Linked DNA regions of Rattus norvegicus: all the other regions are linked to region 2. The links are chromatin contacts, called in public Hi-C maps. All regions are on one chromosome and are shown on one strand. Each heading gives the region's core, a stretch centred on a gene start, on an enhancer-like site or on the middle of the called end of the contact. The rest is flanking DNA. Distances are from core to core; before and after follow the strand shown. Region 1 has its middle 140 kb from the start of Tomm20. Region 2 has its middle 33 kb from the start of Irf2bp2. Region 3 has its middle 170 kb from the start of Tomm20.

Region 1 (4,050 bases), core at 48-2,547, 200 kb before region 2:
CATATGTCTGGTCCCAACTGTTCAATGTGTTCTCTGTGTGGTTGTATAGCCACGGGTGAATGGCATGGCTGTATTCCAGAGAAGCTTTGTGTACAAAAACAGATGCTGGCCGGATGGATTTGGCCCACTTTTTTTTCACTGCCTACATTTTTTCCTGAGTTGCTGCAGGGCAGGAATGCATTCTCGGTCATTTTGGTCTGCCTAGACCCAATGTGACTCACAGTGAGCCTCTTCAGCAGGTGCCAAGTGATCCTTCTAGCTGTGGACATCTGTCAACCTGAGGCACATGTGGATGAGGAGAGTGTAGAGGATGCCAGCATCTCTCCAAACCCTGACACACAGCAAGGTGGGCCCAGGGAAGAGGAGAGAGGAGGAGGACGATGATGATGATGATGATGATGATGATGATGATGATGATGATGATGATGACAGTGAGGAGGAGGAGGAGGAGGAAGAGGAAGAGGAGGACAAGGCTGGGATGGGGAGCTTTTGAGGGGTGCAGGCTTGGGAACAAAGTGAGTGAGAATTGCTGAGAGTGGGCAGAGAAGCCAACTATGGTGGTGGGTAGGTTGAATGACGGTCAGCGTGTCCACACGAGTTCATGCTTTAGAAGTTTGCTCTTCATTAGAGACTAATCACTTCACCCACACCCTCCCTGACTCCACAGATCTTCCAATTTTTTCTCCAACACCCTAGACTCACTTACTACCTGAGCCTGCAGAGCTGACCTAATGGGAGATGAGTGGTCGGGGTTGGTCTTGCCTGAGGGAGGGATTAGTGTAGTTCTCCTGATAGCCCCTCTTGGTTCTTGAGAGGTGGTTTTTAATAAAGGAGAAAAACTGATCCCTTCCCCATTTCTTTCTGACTTTCTGTCTTTCCACATAATTTCCCCCTTGATGTTATCTTCTGTGATCTTACATGCTCAGGGAGCCTTTTCCAGAACTGACATCGTGTTCTCGAACAATACTGTGTGAAACAAACATTTTTTTTTAAAATAAAGTACCCCAGTACTGGTATTTTTATTATACTTGACTCATTCAAAGGCGGACTAGAAAATTGAATGAAGGCTGGGAAATGCTGCAGGTATGTTGGGAAAGCAAAGAACACACTGGACGAGTCCTGCCTTGAGGTTGCCTGCAACAAAGGTACAGAACCAGTTTCCAGACAGAGGAAGGGTTTCCAACAGGGAAAGGGGTTTTGTGGGCAGGGACTAGGGGCAGATCTCACCAGTGACCCTCAGTAACACACATGGACAGTGTATTTCTGGTATCGAACCACCACACACTTTGGGGGGGGGCATTGATCCCAAAGGTGAAAGGAGCTGGAGGAATGGCACGGCTCCCAGCACATGGCGTTCTGGCCTCTGTGTATTGCCTGGGGGCAAGACAGAGATGTAGTAACAGCTCTCTCTGGTGATCTCTGCTTTGGGGACACAGGTCAAATTTGGAAACCATTCTGCAAACACACATAGGCCCTAGTGAATGTCTGTTTCTGGAACAGAGGTTGTAACACATGCGTACTGTTTTGATGAAGTTTATCGTCAGAGGCTTGGCAACTGGGTGTAGGGATAACAGAGCCTCAAAACAAAGGGAAAAAAATCAGGAGAGTTTCTCATTTGGGGACAGAAAGCTAAGCCAAAAGCTAAGCTAAGTTTGGAAATTCCAAACTAAAGGGGAGTTACTAGGGGGAACAATTTGGGGGGCCATTTTGAACAAAGTGCAGCTCCATTTGTTCAAACACATTTTACTGAGGAAGCCACAAGCCACAACAGTGCTAAGCAGCCATCATTACAGAGCTGCTCCCCAGAACTCCCCTCATCTACCCATCCATGTTTGCCAAGTACCAACTTTGGGCTGTTACCTGCAGTCAACCACACAGCTCTGTGGACCCTACATCTGGTGTAGGTTTCTATGTGCCCAGTCCACTTCGCCCACAACCTGTAGAAAAGTGTCTTTAGCTGCTCGTCACCATCTTCCAAAGGAAGTGGGAGGATGGTTTCCCCATTCTCTCTCTGCCTTGGATCATGGCCTCTGAGAGGATACTGGTTCATTTGTCCCCGAGGAGTGAGGAGTCCAGCCAATGTTTTATGACCTGCGACTTGGTCCCTACATTGGCTTCTATAGATCTGACAGGGAATAGTCAGGCATAAGGATTTAAAAGGAAAGAGCCCCAGAGATGTATGTGTACATGCTCTAGGGGCATGAGAGTGCCATTGGGGTTCTGGCCAGGTCTCCTGGGAACTGTGGGTACCACACACACATGGTTTGATTGAAGGACAGAGGACAGAAGGGGAGGGGTGAAAGGGGGCGGAGAACATAACGTTCACACATATTAGCTTCCAGGAACACCAGGGTCAATGTGTAAAAGATAAAAGTCATCCCTGTCAGCGAACCTCACCAATTGCACAACTTCCTACAATCTGACTTTGGAGCTGGCTCTTGAAGAGAATGTCCCAACCCTAGTGACAGTGGATTCAGGAACTCGGGGAGATGACGACATTTGTTCAGAGGTTGAAGTCCTCTGAGCCAGGTCACTTCTCCTGGCTTGACAGCCTGTCACAGCCTAATAATAGCAATGGGACACTTTGGGACTTCATAGTGGCTCTGTTTAGCTCTCACACTGGTGCGTGCTGACATGACATGGAGGACAAATGACAAGGATCGGCCAGGATGCTCCCGGTGAGCATCTGCCAGCGACTGCATGTACAGTCAACAAAGCTTTCGGCTTAATCTTCACTACAGCCCGAAGAGACGATGTTTTGGTTAGACCTTGGGCCAGAGGGAAAGTGGATGTCTGTGTGTGTTGATGAAGTTTAATGGTGCAGCAGAGTCTGCTGGAATCCTTGATGCTTGCTGTCTTAGAGATTAGTTCAGTGTCCACGGGACTGGGAATAAGGCTGAATGTAGACGTCACGGACCCATCCTGACCTCGGTGGGTGCAGAGGTGACATATGTGTGTACCCCAGTAGCAGAGGGGAGTCACTGAACTGCCACAAATAAATCTTGTCTCTAGGGGCTAAAGGGGACAGCTTCAGAATACCCCCTATGACTCCTGCCTTGTCTCTTTGATCTGCCATCTTGGGAGTGACGGTGTGTCAACCGGGCCCCTGAGATGTAATGGGGCTCACACAAATCCATGGGCCAATGTCTCCTACATGAGCTGCTCAGGGGGACTATTTCTGAATAAATCATGAAGTGAGGAGTGGTCAGAGATATCTCCCGGGACTCCAGTAGCTCTGGACACACTGGAGAGGACTCTGGCCCTTTGTGAGCAGTACATGCACGGTCAGTGACAGAAAGGAGGTAGACCTCTGAGCAGCTAAGGTGGAGAGGACCAAGAAATCATCCCACAGCAGAACAGGGGGGCCTGGGTCTGTCCCTAGTGTGAGGAGACAAAAGAAAGGGTTCCTGTTCCCCCAGGCAGGAGCAGTTGGGGATCAAGTAGGGAGTATAGAAGGCACCCAGTAGGAAAGGCCCTGGAGCTCACTTGGCCATAACGTCATGGTAGAGAGCCACCAGCCCACAGTGAGGCATCTGTCATCTGCCAACATGAGGGTGTTGGTGACGGAACTCCGCCATCTGCCTTTTCACTTGAGATCCCAGGTAAATATATCTTGGGACAGGTAGAATGTGAGGAAAGAGACGCCGAGCTGTTAAGTCATAGGCGTGGGGCTGCCCACACAGAAAAGCAGGGAGTCTGATGGTCTGGCAGGCCTGAAGGCTGCTGGAAACGGAGGGTGGGAACCGGGGTAGCCAGGCAGGAAATGCCTTCGTCTCTCAGGTTTCTTGAGAAGGAAAGTCGGGCTGTTCTGAAGGGGAACTTAGAGACCAGGGACCGGATGTGAGTGGGGACCAGGAGGAGGGAGGAACAATGGCCATTCTTCCACCACAAGCTGACCTTCCCCGAAACAGGAAGGGCCTGCTAGGAGGGGAGGGTCAGGCCGAGGGACAGGAAGGAAGGGGCCTGAGGAAAGCCAAAGACCTGTGTACTGTGTTTGGAATTCACAGGCCTCCCTGTCTGCAGGTCCCGAAACAGCCAGCAAAGTCGGCT
Region 2 (4,038 bases), core at 1,274-3,773:
CATCCCAGCAAGTGGATGTCTGAGTTGGACTTGTTTCAGGAAAGGAAAGGAAAGGAAAGGAAAGGAAAGGAAAGGAAAGGAAAGGAAAGGAAAGGAAAGGAAAGGAAAGGGAAGGGAAGGAAAGGAAAGGAAAGGAAAGGAAAGGAAAGGAAAGGAAAGGAAAGGAAAGGAAGAAGGAAGGAAAAAAGAAAGGAAGAAAAGAAAGGAAGGAAGGAAGGAAAGAAAGAAAGAAAGAAAGAAAGAAAGAGAGAAAGAAAGAAAAAAGAAAGGAAGGAAGAAAGGAAGGAAGAAAGAAAAACAAAGAAACAAAGAAACAAAGAAAGGGAGACTATAGAGTAATTTTTTTGTGAGACTTCTCCTGGGGAGACATGAATTTGGATTCACTCCAGATAGGTCACTGATGACAGACCGAAGAAACCTTTCTACCGGAGTCTAGTTTGGTGAACAGGGTGAGTTTACTGATGTGATAGCTGCTTCCCAGTACAGCCAGGTCCCAGAATGACGTCAGTCCATGTAACAACGTACAACACTTAGCTCTCTGCGCAACTAGCAGGCAGTTCCCCAGAAGAGTCCCCTTTAACTAGCACTCACTGACTGCTTACGTAACACCCAGGCGGGCCCCCAGAATCCTTGTTTTCTTTTGAGTTCTTGTAACCTTTGTGGGTTTCATGAGCAGTCTCTCCTCCAGGGATGCTTGTGAAGAAAGACCGGCCCTCTTTTGTCTTCAGGAGACGGGGCAACCTCGGGAGCTACTTCTTGGTTTTGTTCCTTGTTTGAGACCGATGTCAACAGCAGTGTTTGGAAGCCTAAAGATGGGACATGAGTGGGTGGCTGAGGTCCCTCCCACACACAGCTATGCAGGATGGGAAGCAGGAGCGTGAGCCCTGGGAGGACTTCCGGGTCTCTGGGCTCGCAGTGGCCCATTGTATGCAGATCTGGGCGGTTCCTCAGCCCGCACCAGGCACCAGCTCCACCTTCAGCTGATACAGAACTGGGTCAGTGCCTCTGCCCAGTTAGGAGGAGCTCTGAGCTGGTTACTCATTCTTACTCATGGAGGTTCCGCAATGCGTCAACGCCAGCCCCAACCTCCGGTCTCCCACATGCATACCGAGCCTCCCTGTCCATCTGGAGAGCAGTGAACTAAGAGGGTTGAAAGGAGATCCCAGACTTGTAAAACCAGATGCTGGGGGCATCTCCTCTAGGCTGGCTCCCCCTTCCCCGCCAGCCAACAGTTTTTACCTTTTTAAAACCCTGGAAGCAGAGCATCTACTGAACTGCTCGTGTGGGACAGGGTGAGGGGTGGGAGTAAAAAAATCAAAGTGATACATGGGCCGGCCAACTGTTGCATCCTCAACCACGGGGTTGAAGGAGGGGCTGTCCCTATGAAAACAACGGCACTCCAGGATCTCCAGCTACCACAGACACTCCTCATCTAGGGAAGACAGGCCAGCTCTGGCCTCCCCTCACCCCTGACTCTTGTCATCCTCCTCTCCGGTTCCCCTGGATCTGCAGTACTGTAGTTGCTGGGGAAGGAGAAATTGTTTCTGCCTAAGGTTGATCTACTCGACTGTGACTTTAAATGCAAAATGTCTGTCACAGGCTTGTGGGGTAAAAATGTTTGAGGAAAACATGGAACCTTTAAGAGCTGGAGCTTAGCTACAGGAAGGAAGGAAGTCACCGGAGAGAGGGTCCTAACAAGGTCCTGCTTCCCTGAGGAGCTATGGTGTCCTTCCCATTTCATGTTTGATGGTCAGGTCAGTTCTATCACAGCCTTCTGCCACCCTGAACTCCCCCCCCCATACGGTCCCCACCGTGAAGGCCAGACTCTTGCTTCAAGTTGCTTTTGTCCAAGATTTTGTCATGGCAACAAGAAACACAAGCACATCCTTCCAAATGGCTGCATTGTGGAGACCGTGGGTGTGGTCACATCATGTGTTCAATGCTGACAATGCACAGAGCAGGGCAGTCAGAGGTGACCCATGTGACCCAGCCAGTGACATGGCAAAGTGCCCATGTGTTTCTGTGTCTGTTTCTCACGGGGTTTCCTGTTCTTCTCCCTCACCTCCCCCTACATACCTGCAGACTGTGGGTGGGCTGCCTGGGGCCAAAGGCCACAGATCCCAGGGATATGCCTCAGATTGTCCCTGTGACCCTGTCAACTGGGGTACAGTTGCAGCCAAACCTTTCCTCGATTCCCAGAAAGACATGGAACTGCTCCACTTCCTCTCGAACACCTGCTGGTCTGAGGTGAAGCCTCTACTGAAGACTTATGCTCAGTGGCCGCCGGGAAATCTGCCCATCTTCCAGTAGGATGCAGAGGGCAGTAAAAAAAACCTGCAGACCCCTTGGGTTCTGCCCAGAGGCTGTCACCTGGATGGTGACGTTTGACTGATCAGCCTGGCCCCACCCCAAATCCTGTTTGGCTTGGTTTTTGTAGGCAGGCAGGAGCTAAGGGCCTGAAGAATGAGGCAACAGCTTCTCCAGGGTGAGTTCCTGCCCGGAGCTGGTATCTGGTTTCTCAGCCAAGCATGGGTGACTCTGGCTCTGGCTCTGATTCTGCTGACTCCCAGTTTGGATTACACATTGCACATGGCTAGTCTCTGTTTGCCTGGACACTGACCCTTGGTCCTGGTTGCATGCCGCACACTGGCTCTCTAGGTTTGTCCGGATATCTATCCTCAATCCTGGTCACATTCTGAACTTCAGTCACCCACCTTGGCCGATGCTGCATGGACACTGCACGCTGGCTGGCCGTTTGCCTGGATAGTGATCCCTGATCCTGGTTGTACTTTGTCCTCTGTCCTCTTAAGTGTCTCTGGTTAGTCCTCCCAGAGAAAGGACACAGACTCTATGGCCCAGAAGTTACAGGACCAGATGTAGGTCTTACTTGTGGACACCCCAACCCTATTTTCAGCTTTCTTGGAGTTGTATTGGGGCCTTATTGGCCTAATTTTAATAAACTGGCCAGATGTTTCTTTAGGTATTAGAAACAGGCATGTTCTTACAACTCAGGTTCAACTTAACCTTCGAAGGGCAGAGCAAGACACGATGCTTAAGACCAGGGCTTGGGATAACAACGGAACTTTGCCAATGACAGGGACAGCTTTGCCTCACTTTGTACCCATCTCCCAGGCCATCGAGTTGCCGACGGTTGTGTCCGATTCTTACAGCGTGCAGGTTACAGCCACATGATGGTACCAACCTCTTCTTACTCCTCACAGAGGCTGTATCTAGTAAAGTTTTGTACTTTGTGGGCTAGGAAGCTGGGGGATACCCACACCTATTCTCATGTCTCTCTGGGGTCTCAGGATCCTGGCAGGGATCACACATACTGGACTTGTTGGGGCCTTGGCTTGTCTAAGCCCCTACCCCCAGCCACAGGGGAATTGCTGAAATGCCCCTGTCCCTTTTGAGAGTGAAATGTGTGAAGGGACGAGTGTGGACACCTTATACAGAGGACTCCACCTGTGGAGTGTAGAAAGCCGCTGCGGCAGAAGTTCCGGTTGGCAGGGGACCTGTCCATGCTCACAGCAAATCAGGAGTGGAAGCCCTTGAGGGAGCTTGACTCAAGGGCTGCTCGCTTCTGACTCCTCCCAGCCGAAGAAAGAAGGGGAAGGGTGGCTGGCAAACAGCAGGTGGGTGGCTGTGTGAGAGAAACTTCAGGGAGAATGTTATGGGGTAGCTGGGGATGGGAGTGGGGTGGGGATTGTCAAAGCCTGAGTCCTGGCCGCCAAAAAAAGTTAGCCAGGCCTATTCCTTCCCAGGTAAAGAAATAGTAAGGAAAACAGAGAAAGGAGCTTTATTCTTTGTGGCCACAGTGGGAAGAACAAAGGTGTCTAGTGACTTCCAGATACATCTCTGGGATCCTGATGTGAGATTCAGGATCAAATAGAAAGCAAGTGGATACACAGAGAAGCAGATCTGTGTGTGGCCCTGCCCATCACTGAGCCACTACCGCCTGGGCTCCAGTCTCCTCAGAGGCAGTCCGACATGTGGTCAGAACTGTGTGAAATCCCTTCTTGGGGGGACTCTGGCTAG
Region 3 (3,967 bases), core at 387-2,886, 170 kb before region 2:
TAGGAATTATATCCCATAGTGCCCAGAGGGGGAAGTGATGCCCCAGCATTGTGTGCTGGCTGTGTGCAAACTGAGAAGGTGACAGGAGATTGTCCTTGAGGTCAGGGCTGGAACAAGAATGAATAGATTGTTTTGTAAAGTTGTGATGGACCTACTCATGGTCTGTATGAAGTACCCAGAGCCCACGAGTCTTCCACCAGCATCCTGGCTGTCAGTGCTTTCCCTGAGAAGCCAGTCAGCACAGATATTCCTTCCATAGGATGCCTGTTTGGATATCCAACTGGCCCATCCTGTTCCCAGGCCTCTGTGGGGCTAGGGACTAAATGGCATTCCTGGCTTTTAATGTGTTGCTTCCAAGTCCAAATGGAAATGCGTCCTCCACCATCCTCCACCCCACATTTGCTCTTCTTAGCTTTTCTACTTAATGAGCTTCCCAAAGGTTCTCAGAAGTAGAAAGCAACGTGACAACGCCTTGGCGGGCTGCCAAGGTGCCACTGAACCTGAGTCACCTGCACCTGTCTGCCTACCCCTAATCATTTGAAAACATCGTGTCAGTTCCTATATTCCATATTTCCCAGGCTTAATGATTTGATACCCATGATGTCTCCCAAACGACCACAATTCCTTGCTATTATCCAGTACTTGGGACAGACTGAAGATGCTCAGATGGGTGAAATTGTGTATGCCTGTATTATCAACGCTCGGGAGATGGAGACCAGAGTTTGAGACCAGTTTTAGCTGTATAATTTGACCTTTATCTCAAAAAACAAAACAAAACAAAACAAAACAAAAGACCCCAAAGGCTTGAGATATAGCTTAGTGGCAAGGCACCTGTTGAACACAGACAGTTGGCGACCCATCACAAAACAGATCAGAACAAAACCCAGTTGTCCCAATAATTTCTCATGGCTCTGTATTTGAAAGCAAGTTCACGGTCAGATTCCACTGAAGGCTTGGGGTCAGTTTTCTGGGGCACTCCTTGCATGTGGCTCTGGCCTTTCACGAATGCCCTTATAATCTAACTTTATGGTTTATTTGTTCAGTAAACCCTTTCCAAGGCACTACCCTGAGTCAGGCCTCACCTAAGACCTGGGACTCCAGAGATGGCTGAGAACTGCTTGGTTGCCAGAAGGACATTTTATTTTAAGTGCCCTCGACTGTGCCCACCGTAGAACAGATCTGTTACTCCTCCAGAGAATGGGCCTTCTGAAGCAAGTATAATTTCTCGGGTCTCCACAGCAGCAAACCTTGCATCTGAACTAGATAGTGTGAGTCTCTCAGTGTGATCATAGAGGGAATTTTATCTCTGCCCCTTAAAACCTTATGTCTTAAGAGTTTGAATCCCTTGGTGCCTGGAAGCCACTGTTGGACTGGAGGAATTTCGATACAGGTCAGAGGGTAGACCAGATGACCTTTGACATTTGCCATGACACTGTGGTTTGGATATTCAGGACAGCTTACAGCAGAATCAACTTTGCCCTCCAATATTTTTTCTAGGCTTATTGATATTTCTGGTCGAAGTCCACCAACTGGCGTGATCCAACCAACTGGGATTTATGTGGCATGAAAGTAGGGCACGGCTTCTTGCCGTTACCTTTTACGGCTTGGCTGGGGCAGGAGGCCTGCCCTCCTCTCTTCTGTTTAATGTGTTATCGACTGAGGCAGTTGAAAGGAGGGCTGGGCATGGCAGGGTGGCACAGCTCCTGCCCCTTGCCTTGATTTCTCACCTGACTAGAAACCTTGCTATCTATGAGGTTATTTTCAGAGGCGTAATCCATATGTTGTTCCATGGTGAGTGAGTGTGGGGGGGAGGAAACATGGCTTGGGCAAGGGAAATTCAGCTTTATGACTTATTTGTTCAATGAAATATTTTTTTTTTGAAATCTGCCCTGGGTTAGACCTTGCCTAAGATCTAGGAATCCAAGACCCACCCTGTTGGCCAGGAGATCGCCACTGAGTTACAGAGACCTACCATTAGTATCACAATGGAAGAACACCCAGTGTTCCAGGGGACAGAAGGGCATCTACCTCAGAGCGCTAGGGAGCTAGGGTGCTACCTGGAAGAGGTGGCCTTTGCCTCATATCTTGAAAGATACATAGGAGTTTTCTGGAAGAAGAAGTAGGAACGTGGCCACCATATCCTGAGAGTCAGGTCAGGTAATACATACTCCACACGGGATTTTTAAAAAATAATGTTTCATGGAAGTTAAACAATTTGTCCAAGGGGAAGAAGATGTGGAGGGGTCATCACACACTCTCTGGGGAGACACCTGCCTCATTCTGGACCCAGGTAGTGCTCATCTTCTTCTAGGTAAGGAAATGTTCACATCAGACATGGAACGGGCTGTGTTTGTACCACTGCTCACATGTGAAGGTCAGGGGTCAACCTTCAGGAGTTGGTTCTCTCCTTCCCCAGGGTGGGTCTCAGGGATTGCAGGTCTGAGCTCAGGCTTAGAGGCAAGGACCTTTACCTGCTGAGACATCTCCATGGCCCAACACGGTTCTCTTTAATTATTACAAAGACTACGTTAGTGGAGAAGGTGGTGATAGGCATGGTGTTTCTAGCTACTGGGTAAGGGGCTCCAGTGAGGGAGAGCAAAGTGGCTGTCCACGGACACCATGTTGAGGAGAAAGCCAACCTTCTCTGGCCCTGCCTCTGGTGATTGACAGGTGTGTTTAATGCATTTTTCTTTTGGCTGAGTAGAGTCTCAGTTTCCCCATTTGCTTGTTTTTACCAAAGTTCAGAGCTGAAAATACAAAGGGGGCTCTGAGAGGAGAGACAAGGAAAGGTACAGTGGAGACGAGAGGGTGATGGAACTCATATGGTGTGAGAGCAGAAGGAGAGGCTCTCTTGGGAAGGAAAGGTGCCAGACAGATGGGGCAGGCAGTGGAGCAGCAAATAGGAATGAAATACAAGCTGGATGTGACACACCTATCATCCCAGCACTCTGAACATGGGAGCAGGAGGATCAGAAGTTCACAGTCATCTTCTGCTACAAAAGTTCATAGCCAGCCTGAGCTACATCATACCTCAGAACCACACACCAAAGAACATAGCATGGTGTTGTGTACACATCCCAATGTCATGGAAAAAGCCATTTCTTGTGTTGCTAGCTTAGAAAAAGTCAATAATAGGGTCTGGGGAGATGGCTCATCAGGTAAAGCATTTGTCTCTTAAGCTTGATGACCTGAGTTTGAGTCCCCAGGACCCATGTATACGCTAGGTTGACATGGTGACCTGCCTGTAGTTTTTGCCTCAGCAGAAAGACAGAGACGGAAGGTCCCCAGAGTAAGCCTGTTAGCAAGGACCCCCCACCTCCCCCCAAAATACTCGGCTGGACAATGCAGTCAGGCTGGAGCTGCCGCCCTTAGAGAGCAGCAGGTGCTGGCGGTTCTGAGTGGCTGCCACATCATCTTGTGACAGTCACACAAGTCCACACCACGAGGCGGCCTCTTTTACCCCGGTTGCTCTATCCTGGTAGCCCAAGGTCAAAGCCTGTGACATCTGGGTCTGCGCACTGTGCCTTCTCACCATGTTCCTGACCGCACTGATGGAGCATGGGAGGAAGCAGCAGATGTCTCTCCTCCACATGACATTGACAGCAGTACTCAGAGTCTCCCGGGGCCTCGGACAAATGACTGTTACGGGGACGGGATAATGGTGATATACTCGGGGCCTGCCAGTTGGTTAGGCCGGTGGCTTTAATGGCTATCTTGGAGGTGACATTCCATTAGGGGTGATTGAACTTAATTTTAATGGCAGGATGACTTAATGTCTCACCCTCCCTCCCAGGTTCCAAGGTCAATCAGAAAACTTTTTTTTTAAAACTCAGGAAAACTGTGCCTCAAAATCTTCACAATGTGCCAGTTTGGGTTAATGCTAAAATACTGAACCATTATGGGTAATTGTAGGAACAAGCTTGTTTATCTACTTGAGCCTAGTGCCTTGGAGTCAGATAGCTTTGGG

The links. Hi-C and Micro-C count contacts between places; a contact is called where the count stands out from the background.
Region 1: a Hi-C map of liver shows a contact between it and region 2, with 5 times the contacts expected there. The contact joins two enhancer-like sites. A contact is called at or near these places in 3 of 12 Hi-C or Micro-C datasets (kidney and liver).
Region 3: a Hi-C map of liver shows a contact between it and region 2, with 10 times the contacts expected there. The contact joins two enhancer-like sites. A contact is called at or near these places in 2 of 12 Hi-C or Micro-C datasets (both in liver).

What each region holds. Positions count from the first base shown.
Region 1 is chr19:71,695,043-71,699,092 of GRCr8, reverse strand. No RefSeq gene overlaps it. Among named protein-coding and RNA genes, the nearest start is that of Tomm20, 140 kb to the left of the region's middle. Within about 2 kb of position 1,297, at least 10 of the 93 cell types and tissues checked have an H3K27ac peak or open chromatin away from gene starts, as enhancers often do. A contact at or near this core is called in liver, where this site is marked.
Region 2 is chr19:71,492,951-71,496,988 of GRCr8, reverse strand. No RefSeq gene overlaps it. Among named protein-coding and RNA genes, the nearest start is that of Irf2bp2, 33 kb to the right of the region's middle. Within about 2 kb of position 2,523, at least 24 of the 93 cell types and tissues checked have an H3K27ac peak or open chromatin away from gene starts, as enhancers often do. A contact at or near this core is called in liver, where this site is marked.
Region 3 is chr19:71,658,385-71,662,351 of GRCr8, reverse strand. No RefSeq gene overlaps it. Among named protein-coding and RNA genes, the nearest start is that of Tomm20, 170 kb to the left of the region's middle. Within about 2 kb of position 1,636, at least 3 of the 93 cell types and tissues checked have an H3K27ac peak or open chromatin away from gene starts, as enhancers often do. A contact at or near this core is called in liver, where this site is marked.